Linked DNA regions of Danio rerio: region 2 is linked to region 1. A link is a contact called in public Micro-C data. All regions are on one chromosome and are shown on one strand. The core of a region is the stretch at or near the end of the contact, and the rest is flanking DNA. Distances in the headings are between cores, read along the strand shown.

Region 1 (7,300 bases), core at 2,817-5,316:
TATATATATATATATATATATATATATATATATATATATATTTATTAAAAAAGATAATTTTGATAATTTTGCTAAGTTTGGCTTTTCTGTAGACACATTATGTACCAAGATAAATGGAAAATGAAAAGCAATGATATTAGGCAGCGCTGTTATCTCAATGTGGACTATTTTCAAGTGCTCCATATCATCATTGCGCCTGCTGCAGACTTGGCATGTTAGCAAAATTCCTTGACAATTTCCAGCCTAGAAAAGAGCAACTTGACATTTTTCATCATTCTCAGGACACAATGTAACTACAGAAGAGTCAAGCTTTAAAAAGGAAACTCTTTTTACAATTTCTTTGGAGCGAGATGCTAATGGTCAAATACAAATTCAATGATTTATGCTCAGATTGATAGAGCTGTGATCAGCCTTTACCTGCTGGACTTGGCATGATAGGTGTTCCTGGAGGACATCCACCACCTCCTGCTCCTCCTGGAGGACCCTGAGAAAACACAACAGCACAAACACTCAAGTCAGATTCTCTCAGGACAGGCGATATTACTAAACCAAATACAAAAAAAACAGCCCCTTACCACATATGTTCCTGGGGATGAAGAGGAATATGAGATCTATGAAGCCAAAAAAGTTATTCATTAACCACGCTTGTCAGAAATCATCCCTCATTTGTAAAATCCCATAAATTTTTTTTGTGTCTTACCGTGTTTCCATTATTAGGATTCGGCCACGGTCTGCCAGCTCCTGCTACCCTGAACAGAAAAATGACAGAACAGCTATTTGTTCACTTTGCTAAAACATCATATATAAATATATATATATATATATATATATATATATATATATATATATATATATATAAATATATATATATATATATAAATATATATATATATATATATATAAATATATATATATATATATATATATATATATATATATATATATATATATATATATATATATATATATATATATATATATATATATATATATACAAAAGTATCGCTGTAACAGCCGAGAGGAAAAGAGAGGGGAGGAATAGTCATGCCAGCAGGTGAAATAAGCCACAGTGAGAGAGAGAGAGAGAGAGAGAGAGAGAGAGAGAGAGAGAGAGAGAGAGAGAGAGAGAGAGAGAGAGAGAGAGAGAGAGAGAGAGAGAGATGGAGTTCACTTTCATTCCCTCAATCGCGCAGAATAGGGGCTTCAGCTGTAAGTGTTAGTTAAAGACTGTCCAGAAAAAACACACACACGCAGTGAAATTGTGCAAAGTATCTGCGTTTTTAAGTAGTTGGCGCCAGAGCACATATGAGATAAATGACGTCTGTACAGTACATAACCGGTTATGATTATTACTGAACCGATACCGAATTGTCCGCGTCTGCATCGCGGTACACCGAAGAAACAATTAATTTTGACACCCCTCATATATATATATATATATATATATATATATATATATATATATATATATATATATATATATATATATATATATATATATATATATATATATATATATATATAATTATTATTATTTTTTTTTTTTTTTTTCTCCCCGGTTTACTTGCCTGTGTTGGTTGATTAATGTGATTATTTTTTGCAGGTGTGATGCATTATATTTATTCACTAAATACTTTGTCTCTGAGGAAGTTTAAATTTGGATTTTTAAAAAAATCTTTTTTGTAATTGACCATTCGCTAAGCCATAAAACTAAAATATAACAATCGTGGCTTAGCAACCGTAGCTACATGCAGGAGGTCTGTCAAGCTTTCGAGGGTGTGAAACAAGCTAAACCATTGTGCATATGCATTGTACAAATCTGATACCTGGTATCCTAAAAGTTCGAACAAGGTGGTGAATTTTTTCAAAACCAAAAACCCAAGAGGAGAAATGCCAGCGTGGATCAAGCTCTGCGAGGGGCGCTAAAGGAGCGGAGTTAAGTTGGTTTTGTTTTCGATATTCCTGACATATTCAGTGATAGACGGCAATAACTCCTACACCTTTGACCCTAAAAAGATCTAAACTGTGTTTCCTACAAAAACACAAAGCAGGTTATGTTTCCCAGCTGTCTTTTTCTTTTGTTTTTTTACGCTCAATATTATGAGCACTCAAATTTGTTCTATTGATATGTAGTTTCAAATATTTGTAGCTTGAAACAAATGGGAATAGGATTGCTATTAGTATGACTACTATGGCGAGGGCTTAAACGGAGCAGTGTTCATGATATCGAGTGAAAAAAGGGAAAAAGACGGATGCAAAACGTAACCTGCTTTGTATTTTTGTAGGAAACACAGTTTAGATCTGTTTAGAGTAAGAGGTGTGTGAGTTATTGCCATCGGTCTATCACTAAATGTGAATATCAAAAACAAAACCAACTTAACAGAGCTTGATCCACGCTGGCATTTCTCCTCCTGGGTGGAGGAAAAAAATTCCACCACCCCGTCCGAACTTTTAGAATACTGGGTATCAGATTTGCATAATTCATATGCACAACGCTCGAAAGCTTGATAGAGCCCCTGCACGTAGCTATGATTGCTAAGTCACGATTGGTGGGTGGCGGTTTTTGGATGAGGCTTAGCGAAGGGACAATTCATTTCAATTTGTAAAAACAATTAGGTTACCCTAATCGATTTGTGTTTGACAACATGAAAGTATTAAGTGAAACCCTGCATTTTTAACAGTGTGCATGAAACATGATGTATGAGATATGACACTCAATTAAAAAAATGCAAGCCTATGAATATCACAAACTGAAACCCCACATATTGGATAGACATGCCAAGTCCTTACATGTTTACTCCTGGCATTCCCGGCCCCATAGAGTTTGGAGGCCTCATTCCTCCACCATAGTTCTGTAGTGATAACCATGGGTCAGACTATGATATCCAGAATCCCCAGAGGACACCATGAGAGAGGAGAGAGCAAGAACATAGTTAGTTTACGCACATACACTGACTATTAAAATGCATTGAGATATTCAGACATTCAGCTGTTTTAACTATATTGTCCAGTCCTAGAATTGAGCAAATGTATTTAATAGATTTAGGGAATGGTATTTATATTTTCATGAAAGAAAGATGAAATGAAGTCTTCGGGTAGTATAAGATTCAGACCTGTGGTCCTGGTCCCATTGGGCCCATTCCTCGTGGAGCGTTCATTCTCTGCATGGATGCCAGGTTTGGATGGCCTGAACAAATAATAACACCATTAAAGCGTTTAACAGACAGCTATAAAAAAGACAAAATGTTAAGTGTTGTATTTACAAGTCCTTTCTGTAAATGGACTTAACTCTTCTAAGAAAGCTTCCAAAGATCATGTAATTATGATTGTCATTAATTAAGGCAAGACTGTAATATAAAAGACAATTGAGTTCTGCATCCTGATGCCCATTGCGGTTTACAAATGACCAAAACTGCACTGTACATGATTTATCAGACAAGATATTTCATTTTTATTTCCTTATTATTGCAATTTATTTTCTATTCCACTGGTCTCAGTTGAAAGCAGAACTCAGGAATAACTTGTATCCATCAGGCAGGCAACAATATGTAATAATTAATTATATTATTAATTAATAATAAATAAGTTAATAAATGAAAATAATGGAGCAGAGTTTTTTTTTACTATGCTATAGGTGAATTTAATAAACTAAACTGGCCTTGTATGAGTGTATATATGTGAATGAGAATGTATGGAGGTTTCCTAGTACTGGGTTGCAGGTGGAAGGGCATCCTTTGTGCAAAACATATGCTGAATAAGTTGGTGGTTCTTTCCTCTGTGGCGACTCCTGATAAATAAACGGACTAAGCCGAAGGAAATGGAATGACTGAATTAATAAATCTCACCAAATCAGGTTTAGGTAAAAAGTGGTTTTGTCAATTTGGGTGAGTTGCATGTTTTCAAAACTTCCCAACTATGTTAGGTGGACAGTGCCAAAATTGTGCACATACTGTGTCTTCAAACTGTATTAAAAGATAAACTCAACGTTAACAAACACAGGGTGTTCTGTGCTTCCTTGATTTCTGCAAATGTACATACGTACATGTATGTTACATTTGCAGATTACAGTTGAACTGTTTGTGCACTGCCTACTTGGTCCACAAGGTGTCAACACTGAACAGATCATTGTTTAACAGTTGGAAAAGAAATTGAGGAGCTGGAAAAACAAACAAAGTATAATAACAAACTACTGAAGGTTATAAAAAAAGACAAGGTGTCAGAGTTAACACTTCTCATTTACTTTGAATAGAATTTCATGAAGCATTGCCGAACTGAATTGCGGGTCTACAGAGTCGCTTGAGGCTGAAGTTAAAAAATTTTAAGTGCCAACACAGGCCAATCAGATTTCTTTAAGCAAATACACAAGTTTAGATGTTGGCCAATCACATTCGAATAACAATATGTCAAAATGGAAAAACTTATTATGGCAGAAAAACTTATTATATTCACTCTATGCTAAATGATCAATCTTTATAAATAACAACTATTTCTACAACTACTTCTTCTGTCTTATTTACTTCAAGTTCAGGTTAAAGTGATTGGCTGTTGTCACTATGATGATCAAGTTAATAGAAGGCTTTAGAAAAGCCTTCCGTCAAGCATTAATGCAGAAGCACCTTTTGAACTGGCCTTTATTGATCATAACTTTTAGAGAGAAAAAGTGCAGACAGTGGACAAGGATTGGTCATTCTAGTCTGTGTGTTTCGAGCACACGCTCCACATGTGTTTGAGTGTCTGTCCTCTGTTCAACACACAAGAAAACATGCTGGCCATTGAATTTCATAGTATTTTTTATCCTACTAGAGATGATATTGGCTTTTAGTGTCCAACATCTTTTGTGTTGAACAAAAAGATTTTTTTTTTACTACGCTAAACAATTTGTGCTTTTTGTTGACTGGTGATAGTCCAGCCCATACAGTCATGTTGAAACTCGCAACACTTAAGGAAATTCTTATATATCTCCAAAATATGTTGACTTAAACCTGTTTTAGGGTGCTTTCACACCTACACTTTTGTTTTGGAACGTGTCTCGATTGCCCAGTTAGCGCGGTTCGTTTGGCATATGTGAACAGGACAATCGCGCTCTGTTCCATGCCATAGTAATCGCTCTGAGATCGCTTTAATGAGGTGGTCTCGGCTCGATTGAAACGAACCCTGGAGTGGTTCGATTACAGTGAGAAAGGGATCCGATCCGAGCGCGGTTATATCACAGTGTTTTATGGATATGTAATAGGCATACAGCTATATGAAGAGAGAATTATGAGCATGGCGGGAAGTTTCGCGAGTCTCCGGATGCCCACAAACGAGTGATGATCTCCCGGTAATCTCGCGTCTCCCTCCCGGTCCTCAAATAGGCTACGTCGCGCACCCTTCTCACCCCTCCCCACCGCGTCTCTCCTTAGACACATTGCGTGTGCGCACCCTGTCAATCACCATCAAACCACCACCTCTCCTAACAGCTGAGCGGGACGCTGCAAAATAAACCCTGACACTCTAACCAATGTAAGGAGAGTTTACTTGCACGTGACTTGTTTTAGTTCTTTTGGTCCGATTAGAAACTGTGCAATGTGAAAGCGAAGCGCTCCAAGAGCAAAGAGCAACAATGTAACATTTGTAATCTCTGTTTCGCAACAACTGAATTGATTCACAGGTGTGAAAGCACCCTTAATCTCCCAAAAAGATATAATCTCAGCATTTCTTTCGAAATATATATTCAACATTTCCAGAAAAGATCAATTTATTGTCAATATATATTGCTAAATATTTAAAACCTCCAACACACTCTATTTGATGTCCATCAAGTACTAAAGATTCTAACACTTCATTAGAGTCTTTATTTCTGCCAATTACCATCTCTGTGGTTTTATTAACAATTATCTCCAGTGAACTCACCAGTTTTGAAGCAAAATTATATAGCTATAATGCAATGCAGTGCCACATCATTCACATATTTAAATAAGTTAAAACATAAATCCTGGATCTTACATTCATTTGTATAAAGCAAACAATAGTAAGGGTGATCAAACACTTCTTTCTGGAACTCCTGCATTTACAATAATTGTTTTCGACCTTAAAATCGACAACTACTCTTTGAGGAAGATTTAAAAGGAAGTCTCTAATCCACCAAATAATATCACCATTCACCCCTAAATCTAATAATACTTGCAAAAAAAAAAAAAATCACAATTATTCAAATCTAATTAAACTTTACAGTGTTATAGGGATAGTTAACCCAAAATAACTTTATTTACTCGCCTTCAAGTGGTTCCAAACCTCTTTTTTCTTCTGTTAAAAACAAAACAAGATATTTTGAAGAAAGCTAAAAAAAAAACCTTTAAGCATTGAAAAACAAATACTATGGAAATCAATGATTACAGGTTTCCAGCTTTCTTCAAAATATCTTCTTTTGTGTTTAACAGAAGAAATAAACTAATAAAGGTTTGAAACAAGTAAAGAGTGATTAAATGTTTTTCATTTTTGGGTGAACTAGCCCATACATTTAGCTTTAAATCTCTCACCTGTTGGTCTTGTAGGGTCCATCATATTTGGAGGTAAAGGCTGTCCACCTGGAGGCTAAAGAAACAAAGAGGTTAGGTGTTAAATAAGTCCTAGTTTATTAGCACTGTTGTTTAAACCATTTCAATCTGCATTACCGGGTTACCCATTCTCATGGGCGGTCGAGGTCCTCCAGCATAGCGAGGTGACATAAATGGCTGCAAATGGAAACACAGTGACTTAAAAAAACACAATGCAACATCCACTTCCCTGGCTAATACATTTAAAATAAAATAAAATTGGTAACACTTTACTTGAAAGGTGTTCATAAGACTGTAATCAAACCTTTATAACGATGACATGACACATCTCATGACTTTATGTGTGCTTATAACAACTGTGTAAAAACTTATAACAACTCAGTTATGACATCTTGAATGCAGTACAGTGCAAGTGCAAGTTTTTACAGTATGATAACTTGACATTACCAAGACAACAAAACTTGTCATAAATCGGTCATAAACATGATTGTCATAAGCCATTATAAATATGACATCAATTTTATAACAGTGCCATACTTGTTTTCCTAAACTACAGTCATACAAGCTGAATTTGTCGTTAAAATGTCATTAAGTTGGCATCGATGGTGTAGTGGTTAGTGTGTCGACACATGCACTCTGGTGCTCAAGGCGACCTGAGTTCGATTCCCGCCTCAAGGTCCTATGACAATCCTTCTCCTCTCTCTGCTCCTTATACTTTCCTGTCTATACTCTCTACTGTCCTATCTGTTAGAGGTGAAAACCTC
Region 2 (7,300 bases), core at 2,764-5,263, 82 kb after region 1:
GATGAACTAACATTACAATCTTTGAAAGCAAAAACATAGATAAGAATCAGACTTAATACAAAAGATATAAGACTTAACAGCCACTAGCATGGCTATTTGTATTTCTGTCACGTTTCCAAAAACTTCTTTGCTTTAAATCCAAATTTGTGATGTTGTGGTTCTCAATGTATCTAGTTAGCTTGGTCCCTTATGACAGGTTAAAGGGAAAGTTAACCCAAATAAAAAATTAACTCACCTTTTACTCATTCTCAAACTGTTCTAAACCTTTATGAGTTTCTTTAACTGGTAACCATTGACATTCATACTGTAATAAGGAAAACAACCACTGTGAAATCCAATGGCTGGTTTTCCAATACTCTTTAGCATGTCTTCTTTTCATTCATTCATTCGATGATTCATTCATTCATTCATTCATTCATTCGTTCATTCGTTCATTCGTTCATTTGTTCGTTCATTCATTCGTTCATTCATTCGTTCATTCATTTGTTCGTTTGTTGATTCATTCATTAATTCCAGCAGGTTCTATGCAGAGGATGCATTTCCAGCTGCAACCTGGTAAGGAAACACCCATACACACTACACACACTCATCACTATGGACAATTTAAACTACCCAATTGATCTATAGCACATGTGTTTGGACTGTGGGAAAAACCGGAGAACCTGGAGGAAACCCACGCGAATACGGGGAGAATATGCAAACTCCACACAGATATGTCAACTGGTCCAGTCAGGACTCGAATCAGCGACCTTCTATTTGGTTGAACTATTTCTTTAATGAGTGAAAAAACTACAAGCGCTGCCGTCATTTAAAATATAACAGTCATGTTAAAATATAAAAATATATAGTTAAAGCTGTTGGTTTTATTTACAAAATAAGTCTTTCGCCTCACAGCAAGAAGTTCGCTGGTTCGAGCCTCAACTGGGTCAGTTGCCATTTCTGTGTGAAGTTTGCATGTTCTCCCTGCGTTAGCGTAGGTTTCCTCCGGGTGCTCCGGTTTTCCCCACAGTCCAAAGACATGCGGTACAGGTGAATTGGGTAGGCTAAATAGCCCGTGGTGTGTGTGTGTGTGTGTGTGTGTGTGTGTGTGTGTGTGTGTGTGTGTGGATATTTCCCAGAGATGGGTTGTGGCTGGAAGGGCATCCACTGCGTAAAAACTTGCTTTATAAGTTGGCGTTTCATTCTGCTGTGGCGACCTTAGATTAATAAAGGGACTAAGCCGACAAGAAAATGAATGAATGAATGAATAATATTTCAGAGCAAAGAGAATTAACAGCTGGCTCTGTTATACAATTGATTGTGTTTCAAGTGAGTGGGCGGTGCTTAGTCCATATTTTCGGGCACTTTGCTGGCTGCAACTCTCTGATTGGTGTACTAAAATTAAACATTGTGGGTAAAGTAGTTTCCCTTCAGTCATTTACTCTAAGTGAGTTATGTCAGAAATGACTAGTAAATTCCCAAAATAATTTCCGAAATGACATCCCCTTCTGGAAATAAGGGATACACATGAAAGCAAGATGATTTTCTGCACATATTTTGCAAGTAAACGTCATTTTAACAAGTAAGTTGGATTAATGTGAATAGAGGAGTTCAACAAATAAATATACAATCAATAAACAACCTCAGAGCTCACAACCCTTCTGTCTTTAAAGGTTTATCATAAAAAAAGTTATCATAAAAAAAAATTCATTATTGGCAAAAAAGGAGTGGAGTTTTTACTTTCCAAGTCCAATTTGTTGATTAATTCCAATGCGGATATTTGTCCTGACATCTGATATACTTTGTACAAATGAAAAAATTATTTTGCCTGCAGCTTTATGAATCTAATTAAACCAAATTAAGTGTTTCATCTGCCTTTTTTATAGCCGATATGCCCATTGTTTAAGATTTAAGTCCTGGAAGGCTTATGACCTGCATAGTTTTGCTCCAACTTCCTTCAACACTGCTCCGTGGAAGTTTCCAGTATACCTAGAGAGAGCTTGATTAGCTGGTTTAGGTGTGTTTGATTGGTGTTGGAACTAAAATATGCAGGACACCGGCCCTCCAGGACAGAGTTTGGACATCCCTGTTAAAAACTATGTGGACTAGGGTAGCATGATATTGGATAAATCTGACATTGCGATATTTAGTTTTGCTGCAATATAGATAGATATCGATATAAATATAATTTCACCAGATGCTTTGAAAAGCTCTAATTGGAAAGATTTCATTTATTTAAATTGACTGGGATGATAAAGTGTTTTTCTATGCAATGCATCTGCATGAATTATAGTTAATCACAAGCATATATAAATACGACAAAGCAAAAATAAACCGTGCTACATGGTAAGTCTAGCAGTATTCGGGTACAAAAATTGAACATCAAATGTAAAATAACATGGTCATCATTGTATAAATAATAAAAAAAATATATATTATTTAATAATATCTTTATCTTTTAACCATTCATTCATTTTCTTTTCGGCTTAGTCCCTTTATTAATCAGGGGTTGCCACAGCGGAATGAACCGCCAAATGATCCAGGATATGTTTCATGCAGCAGATGTCCTTCCAGCCACAACCCAGTACTGGGAAACAACCATACACTCTTGTATTCACACACATACATACACTACGGCCAATTTAGCTTATTCAGTTCACCTATAGCACACGTCTATGGACTGTGGGGGAAACCAGAGCAACTGGATGAAACCTACGCAAACATGGGGAGAACATGCAAACTCCACACAGAAATGCCAACTGACCCAGCCAGGGCTCGAACCAGCGACCTTCTTGCTGTGAGGGGACAGGCTACCCACTGCGCCACCACGTCATCTTATCTTTTAATCTTTAATAAATAATCTAATCTTGCGATGTGACTTTTGAGTGACACACACTGTGATATTGATGCTCAAACAATATAATGTTCAGCCCTAATATGTACATTTGTTGGATTTTGTTGAAACTGTGAAATTAATCACACACTTATGCACTGTAAACAAAATGATGGGTTCCAAACAAATCCTTCATGTTTTCATTCAAGTAGATTGAACATTGTACAAGTTATCCCAAACATAAATCAAGAACTGTAGTAGTTTGAACAAGCAAGAAAGATCATTTTTGAGTGTGTATAGATCAAATCTCTTGAGTTAAAAAAATATTCAAATAATAATAATAAAAATTTTAATAAAAAAAAATTATTTTCCCTTCAGACTAATTTAAGATATTTCATCAGTTATCACAGTTGCTGTTCCAGAAATGAATCCATTTCTCCATCCATCATGTTAATGTTATGATGATAATAAAAAGACTGCAAAGCACAACACTGATCAGCAACTTAATACAATCCATACACACCACCACCAAGAGTGCAGAAAGCCTGGCGGTTCACCCAGGGTTATGTTCTTCTCCCATCTTATCTAAACAAAATAACACACAGCAGAAACGCACAACAGTGAATTCATACATCACAACATGACTGGTCAACACACACAAGAAATGTAGGCTACTTAAGGATAAATATGCAACACACCTCTGATAAAAACGTCTGTGCGGATTTCTGAGCTCCCACGTGCAACAAATATTCATAGACATATAATGCCAATCTGTAAAATAATAACAATGAAAACAATCACAGCTTTATAATAATAATAATTATTATACATTGTTATTCTTGCCCTGGAGATTCAACAACAGTTTGCACCTACATACAACAATCATCCATATCACAATAGGCGTTCGCAAACATAAATGTTTTGAAACAAATACTATTTATCTTAAAAAGTGAAATGAACAAGACCGCGAAAAAAACAAAAAGAACCACAACGCAAGCTTGTAACACTTTAACGCCACTGGTATACCTTGAGGAGGAGCGCTTGACAACATAATAACAAAATATCATCAGCTGTGCGCGTAAACGAGCGTGAAAAGACAGGGAGAGCAGCGCTTACTTTTCCCGAGCCTGCCCGTCCGATGGCACCGCGGTCCCTTTACCTTTGGCGAACATGTCTGTGGCTGAAAATAAACGCGTCTGCCAGCTTGACTGCGATGCTTCCTTATGCTCCAGCTGTCAACGTGCAGCCCGCCTCTGACCCCATCCGCTTCAACCGACCCTGCCACAGCCAGATCATGAACTATGGGCGGGGCCCCGTCCGCATGATTGACAGCTACATACACCAATGGATGTGTTCGACGCGACCTCATAATCCTCCTCATCTGCATAAAAGTTAAAACAATGAAATCTGAATTTTAGCTGTAATTTCGATAAAGTTGTCTACCCCACGCCCCCTGTTAGATGCTATGAGAATGAATGAATGAATGAATGAATGAATGAATGAATGAATGAATGAATGAATGAATGAATGAAATTGGTCTGAGCGCAGGTTCATCTCCACATAATGGCTATTCTGTGGTCTTGGTAAAGGAAGACAGACCGACTTTTTTGTTCTTAAGTGGCTAACTTATATCCATTTCTTTTGACAAGGTTTCAAACCGCATGATAAAAAAGTTGTAAGTTGTAAAAACAAGCTCAAATGCATATTTTAGAATCATGATTAACATTCATTTTATTTTGTTCTGTATTGTTATTGTTGTTGTTTTATATATATATATATATATATATATATATATATATATATATATATATATATATATATATATATATATATATATATATATATGTCATTGATTTTATTGTTTTATAGCAGTTAAACATTTTGAAATCACTTTGCCTTTTAGTTACTCAATTATTTGAGTGATTATTTAAGTTATATTATTTACAATATTGGCATAATATCTTTATTTTAGTTATTTAAAATAGTAACATTACTTGATTAATTTTATTATTTCATTTATTATTTCTAATTGCTCTTCAAGAGTTTTCTGTATAGTCTTTGTTATCAATCTTTATTTTACTTAGTGTTAACTGTTTCCTGATATTTATTTATTTATTTTTATTCATGCTAATTACCCTACTTTCTGCAGTATTTTATGTCCAATGTTTAATTATTTATTACGTTAGTGGGTAATTTTTATTTTTTTTAGTGGGTAATTCATTTATTTCCCAGTGTTGGATTGCGGCTGGAAGGGCATCCGCTGCGTAAAACATATGCTGGATAAGTTAGTGGTTCATTCCACTGTGGCGACCCCTGATTAATAAAGGGACTAAGCCAAAAAGAAAATGAATGGATGAATGAATGAATGAATATTCATTTATTCATTTTCCTCTGGCTTGGTCCCTTTATTTATCAGGAGTCGCCACAGTGGAATGAACCGCCTTTTGTTTTATATATTTTTTCTTTGTTGTTTTATTTAATTGTATTTAATTTCAATTTACTTCAATAATTACAAATAATTTGCCATGGTTTATCATGATATATTAATGAATATTATCATGTTTTGTTTGTTCTTGCTTTTTATTCTGTGTAGATGCTTGAATAATTTGGCAGTTTTGCAAGTAAAACACTTTAAACCTGTTAAACCAATTAAATTTGTGAGTAATGTAACTTCTCAATTTAGTGATGTATCAAAGTACTTCATCCTCTCACGTGTGTAGGACCTATAGCCTATTAGCAGTCTTATTTTATAGTCTTATTACTTCTTAAAGAAAATGATTCTCTTTTATAAAAGCTTGCAACTACTACTGTCAGTTTAATTTGACTTTAAGTCAAAGCGCTATTCTACGCATTGAAAGGCTTATTGCGCCACCTGTTGGTCAACAAACTAAACGACAAACCGCAGGTGTCGACACATTCCGTGCAGTGAGCAAACAAACATAATTTACTTTGACGTTTGTCATTGTTTTGACGTAAGAAAGAAGTATAAAAACAAGGACATTAAGACTTTTTAAAGAACATGTGCAAACATGGAGCAACGGGGCGGGGTCTCAGTGAATGAACACTAGCTCACAGACACACACGCACTGCTAAACTAGTTAGTGAACACTACGAGCGGCTGAAGCGGCGTTTTGTTGACCTCTAGGGCGCCGCAGGGCTTCCGTGAACACCGTCAATCCAGTTATGATCATCCAAGAAGGCTTGCTGTTTTGAATTCATACAGACTCCTAAGGCAAGTTTGCGGTAAGGGCGTGAATAATACTTTATATGAATCTATGCATCAAAGCAAAACCGTCTTAGCTTGTTTCTTATGCCATTCTTCCTCGGTCAGTCAGTGCGCACACTTGCATTCAATTCAACGTGAACGCGCTGCGCAGAATGAACGCAGTGCACATAGCGTCTATACTAACGTTAAAGTGAGTTTTTAAAGTTGTTTTATTGACACAGGAATCGAAGGGTGTGAATGTGAGGAGTGTCACTTCAGAGGTTACTCAAAGTTGCACAATCGTCTACAAAGTAATAGCTACGGGTAGTTACCGAACTCGAAGTACAACATCTTCGTGACGTGCGCTTCGTGACGTGCGCTTACAAGTGGTGAGAGCCATTCATTTGCAACCATATCACTTGTAGACAATAATATCTGCAGCACTTCAAGATGTAATGATGTTTTTTTGATATATACAATTTCTATCTATCTATCTATCTATCTATCTATCTATCTATCTATCTATCTATCTATCTATCTATCTATCTATCTATCTATCTATCTGTCTGTCTGTCTGTCTGTCTGTCTGTCTGTCTGTCTGTCTGTCTGTCTGTCTGTCTGTCTGTCTGTCTGTCTGTCTGTAATCAGTAGTTTCATTCTATTTGAAAAAAAAATATATGTGTACATATATATATATATATATATATATATATATATATATATATATATATATATATATATATATATGATTTTGTCATCAAATAAATGCAGCCTTGGTAAACATAAGAAAATAAAAACCCATAAAATAGTAATTATTATTTTACACTTATTAATTTAAAAACTGGATTGAATGCAAAAATCTTGATGGGTTGTAGTGTACCATAAAAATAAATGTTTAAATACTCGAAAATATTATAAATGCAGATAAAGTGTCTACTATAATGTTTAAAATAACTTTTGTGAAAATAAATCGTCAGCGTATGGGAGAAATATTGTTTCGTTGTCATTCAGTGTGTAACATCTGTTAAAACAAAGCAACATGCACATTCTGACATATTTATTTTTAATTGTAGAAAATAATATTTAATTATACTCAGAGTCAGTTTGGGTAAAAAGTAATGGTTTAATCTAACAAAAATCAAACAAAAAGTGCTCAGGGGTATCTTAAATAATGTGTTGGTGCTCTTTGGGTAAGGGGTTCATCAGAATAAACAGCAAAAATAAGTCCAAAGTACTTAAAATGTGGAAAAAATTGAAAAGCTTTTATTTACATAGCTAATCCT

Evidence for each region. Hi-C and Micro-C count contacts between places; a contact is called where the count stands out from the background.
Region 2: a contact with region 1 is called in a Micro-C map of caudal fin, with 9 times the contacts expected there. The contact joins the promoter of ssbp3a here to the enhancer-like site in region 1. A contact is called at or near these places in 7 of 18 Hi-C or Micro-C datasets (caudal fin, embryo, fibroblasts and 2 more) and 2 of 4 datasets of contacts at active chromatin or transcription factors (caudal fin and embryo).

The regions. Positions count from the first base shown.
Region 1 is chr2:11,367,640-11,374,939 of GRCz12tu, forward strand. It overlaps ssbp3a (single stranded DNA binding protein 3a), which reads right to left. Exons shown (of 18, transcript NM_001130643.1): 7 at 6,654-6,713; 8 at 6,519-6,573; 9 at 3,114-3,187; 10 at 2,791-2,876; 11 at 701-749; 12 at 576-611; 13 at 418-484. All of the region lies in intron 1 of LOC137487670, which reads right to left. Among named protein-coding and RNA genes, the nearest start is that of cdcp2, 32 kb to the left of the region's middle. Within about 2 kb of position 4,067, at least 1 of the 62 cell types and tissues checked has an H3K27ac peak or open chromatin away from gene starts, as enhancers often do. A contact at or near this core is called in caudal fin, where this site is marked.
Region 2 is chr2:11,449,341-11,456,640 of GRCz12tu, forward strand. It overlaps ssbp3a (single stranded DNA binding protein 3a), which reads right to left and starts at 4,014. Exons shown (of 18, transcript NM_001130643.1): 1 at 3,929-4,014; 2 at 3,511-3,583; 3 at 3,336-3,397. The coding sequence starts at 3,984. The region is part of intron 1 of LOC137487670; the gene reads right to left. It also overlaps a transcript of acot11a not described here.